Linked DNA regions of Sus scrofa: region 1 is linked to region 2. The links are chromatin contacts, called in public HiChIP or PLAC-seq maps. All regions are on one chromosome and are shown on one strand. The core of a region is the stretch at or near the end of the contact, and the rest is flanking DNA. Distances in the headings are between cores, read along the strand shown.

Evidence for each region. HiChIP or PLAC-seq counts read pairs in DNA pulled down with a chosen protein or histone mark.
Region 1: an H3K27ac HiChIP or PLAC-seq map of alveolar macrophages shows a contact between it and region 2. The contact joins two enhancer-like sites. A contact is called at or near these places in 2 of 2 datasets of contacts at active chromatin or transcription factors (alveolar macrophages and skeletal muscle).

The regions. Positions count from the first base shown.
Region 1 is chr10:64,834,351-64,840,647 of Sscrofa11.1, reverse strand. The region is part of intron 1 of PFKFB3 (6-phosphofructo-2-kinase/fructose-2,6-bisphosphatase 3); the gene reads left to right. Among named protein-coding and RNA genes, the nearest start is that of PFKFB3, 22 kb to the left of the region's middle. Within about 2 kb of position 2,562, at least 67 of the 83 cell types and tissues checked have an H3K27ac peak or open chromatin away from gene starts, as enhancers often do. A contact at or near this core is called in alveolar macrophages and skeletal muscle, where this site is marked.
Region 2 is chr10:64,690,583-64,697,060 of Sscrofa11.1, reverse strand. No RefSeq gene overlaps it. Among named protein-coding and RNA genes, the nearest start is that of PFKFB3, 170 kb to the left of the region's middle. Within about 2 kb of position 4,085, at least 41 of the 83 cell types and tissues checked have an H3K27ac peak or open chromatin away from gene starts, as enhancers often do. A contact at or near this core is called in alveolar macrophages and skeletal muscle, where this site is marked.

The sequences.
Region 1 (6,297 bases), core at 1,313-3,812, 150 kb before region 2:
CTTTCCTTCCCCCCGTGCTATATTTATGGTGTTTCTGGGAATTTAAAAAAAAAAAATCTTGAATCTCCTTTTTCCTGGTATGATTAATTTAGAAAACAAAGTCCCTCGGGATGACTGTCTGGTTCCCCACGAGCGATGGCAGTGCGTCGATCATAAATCCAGTGCACAACCGGGGGCTGATCTCACGTCTTCTGGGGCCTTAAAAAAAAACATCTGCATAGCTGGGGGTCCGGAGAAAACAAAATTAGCAAATACTTTATGTTCTTTCTGTATTTGCCAGTCGTTTCACAACGCCTGTATACGCCTTTGCAAATAACAAGGAGGGTTTTTGAAGGTAAACATTTGGGGCACGAGGTGTAGAACCCCCATGCCTGCCAGCCCCTCTGAGCAGCAGGCTTGTCCTCATCCCCAGTCACAGGAGCAGATAAGCCACAGGCAGCACCTAAAAAGGAGGAGAAAGGAAAAGAAAAAAAAATATGTGAGGAAAACCAGCATCAGAAGAGAAACCGCAAGTGTAACATGTATGAACCATCAAGACACAGAGTGCGCAGCGGACACAGGACACAGAGTCAGACGTGTAGGGCTGATGAATGATCACAGCTGAGGTCAAAGTGTCATGAAGAGGCGGCAGCTGCAGCCTTGCTTCAGGGCGTGGTCCCCATGGCCCTGACCGGGGGGCTTGTTAGAGATGCAGACCACGCCTCACCCTGGCGTGACTAGAACAGAACCCCAGTTCCCCAAGATCCACAGGTGATGTGTTTACCCACTGATGTCCTTGGAGCACTGAGCTAGAGCGCCTGGCGTCTGAAACTTGGATGGTTGGAAGAAAGAAAAAAGAAAGATTGGTGGACTGCCCAGCAGACGTAGATTTAGCTGAACTGAGCTGAACCGGTGGCTTTTAGTGAGTCAACTACACGGGTGAGGGGGTCTCAGTGTTGCAGCTGAGCTCTCGGCAAAAGCAGACATTAGGAGAAAATGAAGAAATATTTTCCCCTTGGAATCCTGTACTTAGTATATAATCTGCCAGTGAAACGAGAGTAAAATGGATACCTTTAGGAGGGCAAAGATTCAGAAAAGTTACCACCCTGGAGCCTCGGGCAGGGTGGGGGCCTGGGAGTGAAGGGGGACCATGGATGAGGGAGGTTATCTGACAGAATAGCAGGAAGCCCAGAGGAAATAAAGAATTACCGTTATAAGATACAAGGAAGAGGAGTGAATAATGAAATAGCAAACCTAGATTAGTTTTCAGGAACTCCTGGTGTATAATTTTAAAATATTTATAACGACTATAAAATGTTTAGTTGTAAATATTTAAAATATGTATAACATAATTTAAAATATTTAGTTTTAATTATTTAAGAGTTATGGTAATATCCTAGGTAATCTCAAAGCAGAAGGTGGCAGAGGGCAGTGAAGACGGAGGAATAAAAGCCTATGTGGACTGGATGTCAACGTTTCCCTCGTACAAACCGAAAGGAGAGGAAAGATGATTTTCCCTCTCCCCTTCTAGGTCTTAAACCCACAAAGATCCCTATCTGGGGACGTGAAAAGGCTGCCGGGCAGCTGAGGCTTATACACCCTCCTGAGCTAAGCACAGGGAAGGGGTCTGGGGCCTTCCCAGGGGAGGAAAGCAATTCACTAGGAGGTGGCAGAGGAAAGGTGTCATTAACAAAGTGTGGTGTCGACCCCGCCCTACAGCCAAGTCTCTAAGGTGAGGAACAGGCTCCCTTTCTAATGTAAATTTCCCTTACAAAAGGGTAGCCTCTCTGTTTTCGAAGCTTCTCCCGGGTCCGCAGTTTCGCAAAAATAACCAGCTCAAAATAACCCTTATGCCAAGAGGCATATTTTGGGGCGGCTATTCCGCCGCCCAGGACACACCTCCCGGCCCCTGACTCTGGGGATGGAGGTGGCCGGGGTCGTGGGATAAGGAGGGCCAGGCGGAGGGCGGGTCTCTGCGGCGTCTCCCGGCGGGGAGGCCCGGGAGGAGCCTGCAGGTGCTCGCCGCCCTGCCCCAGCCGCCAGCCACCGCCTCGCCCGCCGGGGGCTGCTGTCCGGCGCGAGTTCAGCTGCGCCGGGCCTCCGGGGAGAGGTCACTCCGGGACACGCGGCGGCGGCGGCCCAGGGAGGGCGGGGCCTGGCAGGGGCGGGGCCGGGCGGGCGGGCCGGCGCGCGGATTGGCTGCAGGCGCGGCGCACGGGCTGGTCAGCGCGCGCCCCGCCCCGCCCCACCGCGCTGCACGCCGCGTTCACGTGGCGCCACCCCAGCCTGCCCCGCGGCGCGGGTGCTGCACGTGGGCGCGGCGTGCATCCCGCGCTGCCGGCGGGCGCCCAGGGCTGGCTTCGCGTTTCCCCTCCCCGCGGCCTCGTTTCCCTTTCCGGCCAGGGGGTTTTTCCGAGAAGGCCTGGGAGCGGCCGTGGGTTGTCAAACCGCCCGAGGAAATAGGCCGGCAGGTGGCTCGCCGAATCCAGGGCGGGGCGGCATGCGCGCCGCTGAAAGGGAGGGGGAGCCGGGAGGCAGGCGAAAGAGTGGGAGGCTGCGTTAGCGCATGCTGTGTTTTTATCTAGCGGAGGTAAACAGTGCAAGTGCCTGGCGTTGTTTTTTCCTGCCTGGCAGAGAGGTACCAGACCCGCTGGTGCTGGACGTGATGTTCCCTTTAACAGTATGTAAACAGCCCGCACAGCCGCCCTGGGGAAACGCATCCCGAGGGTGGGTGGGGGGGCGCTCAGTGAACCCCGGAAACTGCCGGCACCTCTTGCATGAAAGCTCTCCCGGCCCCTAGGTTCCCCAGGTGCCGAGCTGCGAAACTCCGCTTCCCTCCTCCAGGGCCTAGAATGAACCGGGATCCTGGTCATGCCTGGCCCTTCCTTAAGGGGGTATGGAGTTAACCTTCAGAGAGTGACTCAGCTAGTGGAGGGTCTGGAAACCACGTCATGTGAGGAGGGGTTGAAGAACTGGGGTGTTTAGCCTACTCAGGACAGGCCCCAGGCTCACCTGAGCCCAGATAGAAATATGTGAAGGGCTCTCAGGTGAACAAGAGATTGCACTGGGCTCGTACTGCCTGAGGGGCAGAGGGACAGAACAGAGATGTTTACGAGAGGGGAATTTCAGGTCAATTACAGAGAAGGGGCACGAAAGAACGTTGTTGGAGTTTTCTCCAGGAATCTGGTACAGCGAGGCGTTTCCATATCAGAAGAAAAATGGTGGAGCCAAGATGCAGGCCCTGATCTGCCAGGCTCCCCTAGCCTTTGCCTTTTCGTGATGCATCCGTCTTAGCAGAGTGGGGGTAATGTCAGTGCCACAGAGCTTCTGCTCTGATAGGGTGCCCTGAACTAGAAGACTCATCAGGCCCTGCTAACTGTGTCACCTACTCTCTACCTCGGACGAAGGGGGAGGTTGTCCTGGGCTGGACAAGGATGCCAGGGCTCCCTGAGAAGAAGGTGGCTCACCAGCTCATCAGCAAGTCCGCTTTTCCAGCAGGGGCACACCTCTGATCCATTGTCCCGCCACACTTGTTAAAACAGTCTTCACTTTGAGTCCAACACAGGCGATCACAGTATCCAACTGCCCCCACCGTTGTTCCTGCTTCCTGCCCCTTTTGAAACTGACAGCACAGACGTCTGAACCCAGCCAGGACACAGATTGGGACTTAAACCCACAGTTTTGTTTTTTGTTGTTTTTTTTTTTTTTTTTTTTTTTTCTTTTTGCCATTTCTTGGGCCGCTCCCGCGGCATATGGAGGTTCCCAGGCTAGGGGTCGAATCGGAGCTGTAGCCACCAGCCTACGCCAGAGCCACAGCAACGCGGGATCCGAGCCGCATCTGTGACCTACATCACAGCTCACGGCAACGCCGGAACCTTGACCCACTGAGCAAGGGCAGGGACCGAACCCGCAACCTCATGGTTCCTAGTCGGATTCGTTAACCACTGCACCTCGCCGGGAACTCCAAACCCACAGTTTTAAATTAGAATCGCTCACCCCGTGTCTGGACTCACTGAGTTCAGGTCCCTCCTGTCCCCTCGCAGAAGGATTCAGCGAGAGACGAAGTGATGGGCAAGAAATAGATTATTAGGGTAGGACGCTTGTGAGAGATGCCAGCGGGCAGGCACGGAAGCTCTGCCCTGAGGATCTGGTGGGCTACAGCTTTATCCTTCAAGGGGCCTGGGGGTCGGAAAGGCCCGCCTCTTCCTTTCTGGGAGTAGCAGCTCCTCCTTGGTCTCTGTAAGGTGTGTATGCAGATCCGCACAGGGTGGTCCTCAAACTCCCGCCCTTGGTCTGAGTCTGAATCCAGGCCTCAGCCCATCCCCCACCCACGACCTGAGGCCGTTCTCGCGCCTCCACTAGTCAAGCAAGCCTGCCTTGTGCGGAGGGCTTTTTTGAGCAATTTATTAACTTACAGTGATGTCCCAAAGTCCCTTAATAAGTTCCACATCAGGACCTCTACGACTACCTGTGCCCACTCCATCCCTGTTACTTTTGTCACATCTGCCACTCTCTTATCTACTCCATGTGCTTAGACCTGGCTGTTAGTGGGAGCAACCAGGGAGGAGCTGGGGGCTGGGGGAGCGAGTGACTCTGACCTGAGTGCACACCAGCCTGCCAGGCTGCACCCTAAAACTCAGGGGGAGGCACCTGCTGGGCTGGGAGGCTTCACTCTGTGGCCCTCAGTGCCTCATGGTTCAGACTTTGAGCCTGTGGAGAAGATGCGTAGAGGAGGTAGGCCCCCCCCCCCCCCCGAGGTCCCAGGTCCACTTTGTGGATTCTTGATTTCATGCTTGCTTTCTTTCCTTTTTCTTTTCTTTTTCTTTTTTTTTTTCTAGGGCCCCACCTGTAGCATGTAGAAGTTCTCAGGCTAGGGGTCGAATCAGAGCTTCAGGTGAGACCGACACCACAGCCACAGCAGTGCCGGGTCTGAGCCATGTCTTCAGCCTACACCACAACTCATGGCAACGCTGGATCCTTAACCCGCTGAGCAAGGCCAGGGATCAAACCCACATCCTCATGGATCCTCATTGGCTTTGTTACTGCTGAGCCATGACGGGAACTCGGTTCCTGCTTTCTGAAAAGACACGAGCACTTGAGTTGATGTTTGTCTCTGCTGCCTTTATTTATTTATTTATTTATCGTCTTTTTGTCTTTTCTAGGGCCGCACCCACGGCATATGGAGGTTCCCAGACTAGGGGTCAAATCAGAGCTATAGCTCCCAGCCTACACCACAGTCACAGCAACACGGGAGCCGAGCCGCATCTGCGACCTACACCACAGCTCACGGCAACGCCAGATCCTTCGCCCATTGAGCAAGGCCAGGGCTTGAACCTGCAACCTCATGGCTCCTCGTTGGATTCATTCGTTAACCACTGAGCCACGACGGGAACTCCTCTGCTGCCTTTAAATTGTTCAGTGTGTCCTATTTTAGTATCTTTGGGAAGGAGGTAAAGATATGAAGTGTGTATAAAGAGGCCATGTCTTGTTTTTCTTGGATCTCCAGGGGACCTGGTTACAGTTTTTAGTCAAAGATCCAGCCAGAAAATAACAAACTGAGCCCTCTTCTCCCAGAGGAATTTGCCTGAAGCAGTGTCTGCCCTGAACAGTTTTCTGGGCTCTGGAAGCGGTCTGTGGGGGGCCACGCTCCTTCTAGTAAGTCTCCTGACTTGGAGGTTAGGGAGCTGGTAGACTCAGGCATCCTCAGTAGCTGCAGAATAGACCGGTGGTTTTGATTTTAATCTTAGGCCTTTGTGTCTGTTCTTCTGGCCACCGGGGGAGGGGTGCCTGTGGGTGTGTGTGGGGGGGTGTGGGTGTGCGGCGTGCGTGCGTGCAAACTTGCCTCTGCTGGCTGGTGAGGGTAGGTGTGGGAGAGGAGCAGGGAGCAAACCCTCCTAAAATGTTGGCGTCCTTAAATGCACATGCCCCCGTGGGAAAGTGCCACAAAATTGCCCACAAAGACCAGAGACCCCAGGGAGGACTGGCCCCAGCCTGACTCTCAATTTCATGTTTTTATAAGGTTTTTGCTTTGTAGATGTGCGTTCGCGTTTCCTTAAAGCTTCCCCAGCGCCTTTGAGGTCCTGGGTCTGTTTGCAGAGAAGGTTGAAATACGGTGGTGTGGGTGGCTTCCTCTCTGGAAAGACTTGACTTTTCCTATCCCCTATTTGCATGAACCTTAAATTACTAACATTTTGGGAGTCTTTTTGGCACTGAACTTCCTGGACTTGTGTTTGTGGTTATTTTGAAGTGGCGGGGACCCGGGGGATGGGGGACGTGCCCTGGGGGCCCACCCGCAGTTCTCTAAGGAGGAGACCCTGT
Region 2 (6,478 bases), core at 2,836-5,335:
CCCATCCACACTCTGGCCCCATGCTGCACTGCCTCCTGCCAGGTGCCAGATCCGAGGCCCAGGCGCAGGCAGGACCAAAGCAGGAGAGGATGAGCCGGGCACATGTGCCCGCCAGTGCTGCTTCCAGGGACGTGCCCATACCTGGCCTCTCCGCCAGGTGCAAGTACATCTGGAGGCAGGTGCTGAACCAGCTGGCCAGTCGGTGCCAGATTTTATTGAAACACAATTGGGTGGAGCAGAGAGCGCCCTGGGGACAAAGCAACCCGGCCCGAGGGGGGTCGGGCAGCGCATAGGCCAGGCACCTGTCTCCTTCCTGCCTGGTTCCATCAGATCAGTGCTGGGCTCCAGGACTCTGGGGAGGAGAACTCAGCAGTGGAGTTGGCTCGTTTGAATTTTCGATGAACGGAGAAGTCAAAGACAGTCTGGCTGGTTGCTGGGCTGGGGCTGGGTCTGCTTCTCTCAGATTTCACTGTGATCTCAGGGCTGAGCCTGCCAGGGGGTGATGGAGGGGATGGCCTTTCTTCCTTTTTTCAAAGTGGAAAAGGACAAGGGGACGGGCAGTGCTGAGGTTGGTCTAAGGAAAGGAAATTGCTACCAGAAGGCTCTCTTGATTAATAATCACTGGTGGAAATGCCAGCCTGGGCACAGGATGGATGACTGGCGTCTCCCTTTCCTTGCCCAGCTCTCCTGTCTCTTGCTGCACGTGCGTGTCCTCGGGGGAGCAGGAAGGTGCCTTTTGAGCCTCTGGAGATGATGCCTCGTTCAGGTAAAGCAGAGCCCCAAATCTAAAGTCATGCTTTAGAAACGGGGCCTTGCTGGAAGGTGGTCTCCGAGGAGCCGGCACAACCTCTCAGGTAGCAGAGAGGAGAGAAGGAAAGTGAGGGGAAATGGGCGGGGCTGCAGGTGCCTGTGGAAGAGGATGCAGAGCCCAGCCTGGCGCCTGGGCTCCCGGAGGGCTGTCGGGGCAGGAACTGTGTTTGCTTAGTCAGTATCCATTCTCCTTCTTATCTCAGAATCAGGGGGTTGAAAAAGACCTTAAATGCATTCTCATTTGCCCCTCCGCATCAGTGAGAGACACTTCCCTCTCTTTCTTACTCATCACCATGTGACCCTGTGAAACTGGCAGGAGATCAAGAGCTTGGTCCTGAATCATTTAGCGTCAGATCCCAGAACTGGGATGGCTGATGGCAGGGAAAGCAAAAGCAGGCAGAGTTTGGTTTGATGAAAAGTGTAGAGGGGCCCTGGGGGCGGTGGGAGAAGACTGGGGAGGGGCAGGCTTGTGTAGCCTCGTGATGTGAAGGTTGGCTGATAACAGCGATGCCGTGAAGCGAATATGTTCTGTTATTTTAAAGAACTAATAGCAAAGAGATTGCATTTATCTCTACCGCTGCCCCAACGAATTAGAAAACATCTTTTTTTTTTTTTAAAATGCTTTTTTAGGGCCACACCAGCATATGGAGGTTTCCAGGCTAGGAGTCGAATCAGAGCTATAGCTGCTGGCTTACACCACAGCCCCAGCCATGCAGGATCCGGGGTGCGTCTGCGACCTACACCACAGCTCATGGCAACGCCGGATCCTTAACCCACTGAGCAAGGCCAGGGATCAGACCTGAAGCCTCATGGATGCTCGTCAAATTTGCTAACTGCTGAGCCATGACGGGACCTCCGGAAAATGTCATTTTTATAGACAGCGACTAAATGGAGTGGGATAGACAATCCTGATGATATTGTGAAACTGGGTGTCAAAGACAAGAGTAAATTTTAGGTCCTCTGAGTGTTAGCTCCCCAAACAGGATGGCATTGTGCTCGAGAGTAATAAGAAAAAAGTCTGAGTGCAATTTCTTTAAAGAAAGAGGTAATCCAGAGTTCCCGTCGTGGCTCAGTGGTTAACGAATCCGACTAGGAACCATGAGGTTGCGGGTTCGGTCCCTGCCCTTGCTCAGTGGGTTAACGATCCGGCGTTGCCGTGAGCTGTGGTGTAGGTTGCAGACGCGGCTCGGATCCCGCGTTGCTGTGGCTCTGGCGTAGGCCGGTGGCTACAGCTCCGATTGGACCCCTAGCCTGGGAACCTCCATGCCGCGGGAGTGGACCAAGAAATAGCAACAACAACAACAAAAGACAAAAAGACAAAAAGACAAAAAAAAAAAAAAAAAAAAAAAAGAAAGAGGTAATCAAGTTGAAGCTGACGACTAGGAATACTGAGAACTATGTATTTTATCATTTGGGGAATGATGGCAGGGAAAGCCAAAGCAGGCAGAGTTGGGTTTCATGAAAAGTGTAGAGGGGCCCTGGGGGCGGTGGGAGAAGACTGGGGAGGGGCGGGCTTGTGTAGCCTCGTGATGTGAAGGTTGGCTGATAACAGCGATGCCATGAAGCGAATATTTGAAATGATTTGCCCCAGGAAGGGTTTCTGAGAAATAAACTCACTTGTCCCTCCAAAATTTTGAATATTTACCTCTCTGCCAATCCAGTGTTTCAGGCACGGGGTAAGTGGTCTGTAGGCACAATCCCCACAAGAACCCCATGCAGTGTGATTGCCTCTGTTCCACACAATACGAAGTTGAGCTACAGACAGTGAGGTTGTTTGCCTAAAGGTCAAAGAGCTAAAAGCAGAATACAGTTTGGACGTGTCTGTCTGGTCCTAAACCCTACACACTGAACCATGTTGCTGTGTTGACCCGCAGTGGCTTCTGTGTCTGTGTGACAAGCACGAAGAGAGTTCACCACGGCCAAAGCACACGAGAGGCACAGACATGAGGCAGATTTTACAAACACGATTCTTTGATTGCTTTCAATGTGAGGTTTTGTGCATAGGCTCTTCTTGTTTATCCTGCCCTCTAAATACTTCCTTACGAAGCCCCATAAAAAGGTTCAGAGTCATCAGATAAGTTGGATAAGAGGAGATTGCTTTGGTGGCAAAGATGCGTGAAATCACCGTCACATGGTCAGTAGAGGTAGAAGCCTCCTAGATTGTGACTTATTCTGTCAATTCATCTATATCCGCTTTCAAATCCTGCCTTCCGCAGTTGTGACCAGATAGAAGAAAGCCAGGTGAACCCCTGTCTTCAACACCAGTCCTTGGCCAGATTCGGAATTATAAATTTGTTGTAGGAGTTCCCTGGTGGCTCAGTGGGTTAAGGATCTGGCATTGTCACCGCCGTGGTGCCAGTTTGATCCCTGGCCCTGGGAACTTCCACATGCCATGGGTGCAACCAAAAAAAATTTTTTTGTACCTCATAAATTAGCACGTGTCCTTGGCCTTTCAAAAGACGTATTTTAATAGTTGGATTGATGTTCTAATCAGCTCTGGAGATCCACAATATGTAGTTATTTCAGTTTGGCAGAGGTACCATTTTACCTGCTTTGTTACCTAAGGATGCTCTGTCCGGTGGCTACCTGGGGTCACACATTAGCTGGGGGCTGGGGTGGCTAGAAAAGCCTGGAAGGCTTTTCCAGTGATTACATATACATGGTTGTTGTTAGAGATAGAGATAGGTGATAGGAGGGTAATATCCATGGACGCTGGAAAGAGAGCCAGTGGGGTGAAGATACTTCTAGAACTATGACTCCGTGGGCCTAGGATGGTCAAGAAAGTCAGTCTTTTGATTCAGTAATTTGAAGTGTTCTAAAGGCCCAGAAACACACGTTGGTTTTTTTTTTTTGTTTGTTTGTTTTTTTTTTGTTTTTTTTTCAGTGTACAACGTTCCTGGCGCTCTGATGTGGGAACTAGCTTGTTTGGCATATTGTTATAAAACTGGTGAAACGCTCTCATCAAAATGACGTTGATAGGCCCGTCTAACTGTTACCCCACACCTTATTACTGTGTTGCAACTTCCTAGTTTTGGTTCCTTGTGACAAGCCAACGTATAAACATGCTCTATCATGAGCTTTTGCTGCTTCTGTTGGGGAAGGACTTGTTTTATCTGAGAGAGATGACATGGACTGTGGTCAGATGTCCCCCACAGAAATACCACTTCCTTCGCTCCATGCGGGCCCTTTTGCGGCCCAGAGCAGGACAAGGCTGTTTGTTCCCTTGTGCCTCCAGGGACAACTTACATGAGTATCTCCAAGCCGAGGGCAGAGCTGCTGATCACAGGGTCGTGGAAGGAGGCAGTTACCCGTGAAAGAGATTCAAATCAAGAAAAAGCCCAGGGGCCTTGACCTGCACCTGAACATCGTGAGAGAATCAACGTGCTTTGAAATGATGCGTCTGGCCCGCAGTGTTGGTTTGCTCTGCTGACACGTCTCACCCATCTGGGCAGAGACATTGCTCATCTCACCCATCCGGGCAGAGACGTTGCTTGAAACTGAGGCCTTTCTCAGGGGGGAATGGCCCCAAAACACTCCCTTGGGCTGCCCAGGGGGCTGGCGAGAGTCTGCAGCCTTGATGCCAACTCCCAGCCCTGGGCAGGAGGCTCACTGCCACTGTCACCAGCCATCCTCTGGCCTGGCCAAGGACCACTAGCCCCTTTCAGTTTGATGGCTTGGCATCTTCATTAAGTAAGAAAGCAAAAAGCAGAGGCCAGAGTGATGGGCCAGCCTGGAGGCTCGCTTGCCTTTCTTTCTTCTCCTTCCCGGGGTCTGTGCTCTGTTTGAAATTAAACTTAGGTTTTCTTCCAAAATGAATGATGGTGAGAGAGAGAAAGAGAGAGAGAGAGAGAAAAAAAAAAAAAGGAAAAAAGAAAAAGCCACCCAAGGTTGAAAAGTGGTGGCTTCGAACAGCTGACTTCCTGCCTCAGCCAAGGCAGCGCTGTCCTCAGCTCACCCCTGAATGGGGCCGAGCTCTATGCAAATGAGAAGCTGTTTCCTTGTCTGCCCATCTGAGGCTCTCAAGTGAAAAAGAAAGAAAAGGAAAAAAAAAAACACCAAAAAAACCCCACCGTTACCACCAACAACAAAAAAACCCCAAGACCAATTAATTCCAGTAGATTGCAGCCACGCGGGGCCCTGGTGAGGACACATCCTGTTTTGGCATTTAAGCTGTCAACCCCCATGCCAGGAGCCTCCCTGATGAACCCAGCTCAGTTGTGAAAGAACCTGGGGGTGACGAAGAATTCAGAGCACTTGCGGGGACAGTGTTTCCAACCTCGGGTCACTCGGAATGCTATTTTCTTTTAGCTAATTTGCTTTGATGGGAAAACAGGAAAAGCAAATCTGAGCCTTAATCATGCCTGAGGATCTGTTTGAGAGTCAGACTCACTTGGTTTCTGATCTTGCAGGAACCCGCTCGGCCTTTTCACGGCTGCAGTCTGGCGGGATGGCTGCCAGGTCCCCGTCACAACGAGTGGCCCCATCCTTTGCTTCTGTACCTGTAATAATAGTCTCGATTGATTTGAAGAGGCCCCAGCTAAGCAACGCCCAATGATTATGTAGCTGCCCCCGTCTGTGCTCTCTCCTGGGGCCTGTAAAAAATTTAAAATCCAGCAGAAAGAGTTAGTTTAGCTGTGGGCAAAGAGGGTATCAAAAAGACTGAGTTCCAGGGAGGTAGGACCAGGAAATGAATTTGTCTTCACTGTCTGCTGGCCAAGGCGACATCTTGGACAGATTCAATAATTCACCCCGTTTCTGTCACTTTCAGCCCCAAGAATAGTCTTTTTTGTTGTTGTTGTTGTTGTTGTTGCTATTTCTTGGGCCGCTCCCTCGGCATATGGAGGTTCCCAGGCTAGGGGTTGAGTCAGAGCTGTAGCCACCGGCCTACGCCAGAGCCACAGCAACGCAGGATCCGAGCCGCGTCTGCAACCTACACCACAGCTCACGGCAACGCCGGATCGTTAACCCACTGAGCAAGGGCAGGGACCGAACCCGCAACCTCATGGTTCCTAGTCGGATTCGTTAACCACTGCGCCACGACGGGAACTCCCAAGAATAGTCTTTTTTAGCTTCTAAAATTAAAAAAAAAGTTTTAAATATTACTCCTGTATTTTCATTTTGGCTGCACCTGCACCTATGAAAGTTCCTGGGCCAGGGATCAAACCTGCATCTCAGCGGAGACCTGACCCGCCATAGAAACAACACCAGATCCTTAACCTGCTGTACCACAGTGGGAACTCCAGAATAGTCTTTTAAAAAAAAAGATGATTAAAAAGATGATTAAGACTCAAGTTCAGGGTTCGATAATCTGGTCCTGTCTGTCTGAGACGTCAGCTGTTACAGAGCCAATCCCAAGCTCCCGGGATAACTTTGCAGAGAGTTTTCAGGTGAGGTTGGTAAGACAACCAATTAAGGGAAATGAAAGAAAATATTAGCACATCTCCCTGTCTATTTTTCACAGTCTCTTTCAGTTTCTTTGGTGCATCTTCTAAAATATGCCCAAGGGAGTTCCCTGGTGGCCCAGCGGTTAAGGATCCGGTATTGTCACTGCTGTGGCTCAGGTCCCTACTGTGGCTCGGGTTCCAGCCCTGGCCCAGGAACTTCTGTGTGTTGCAGGCATGGCCCAAAATTAAAAAATATATATACCTTTTTATAAAAATAAAATGTG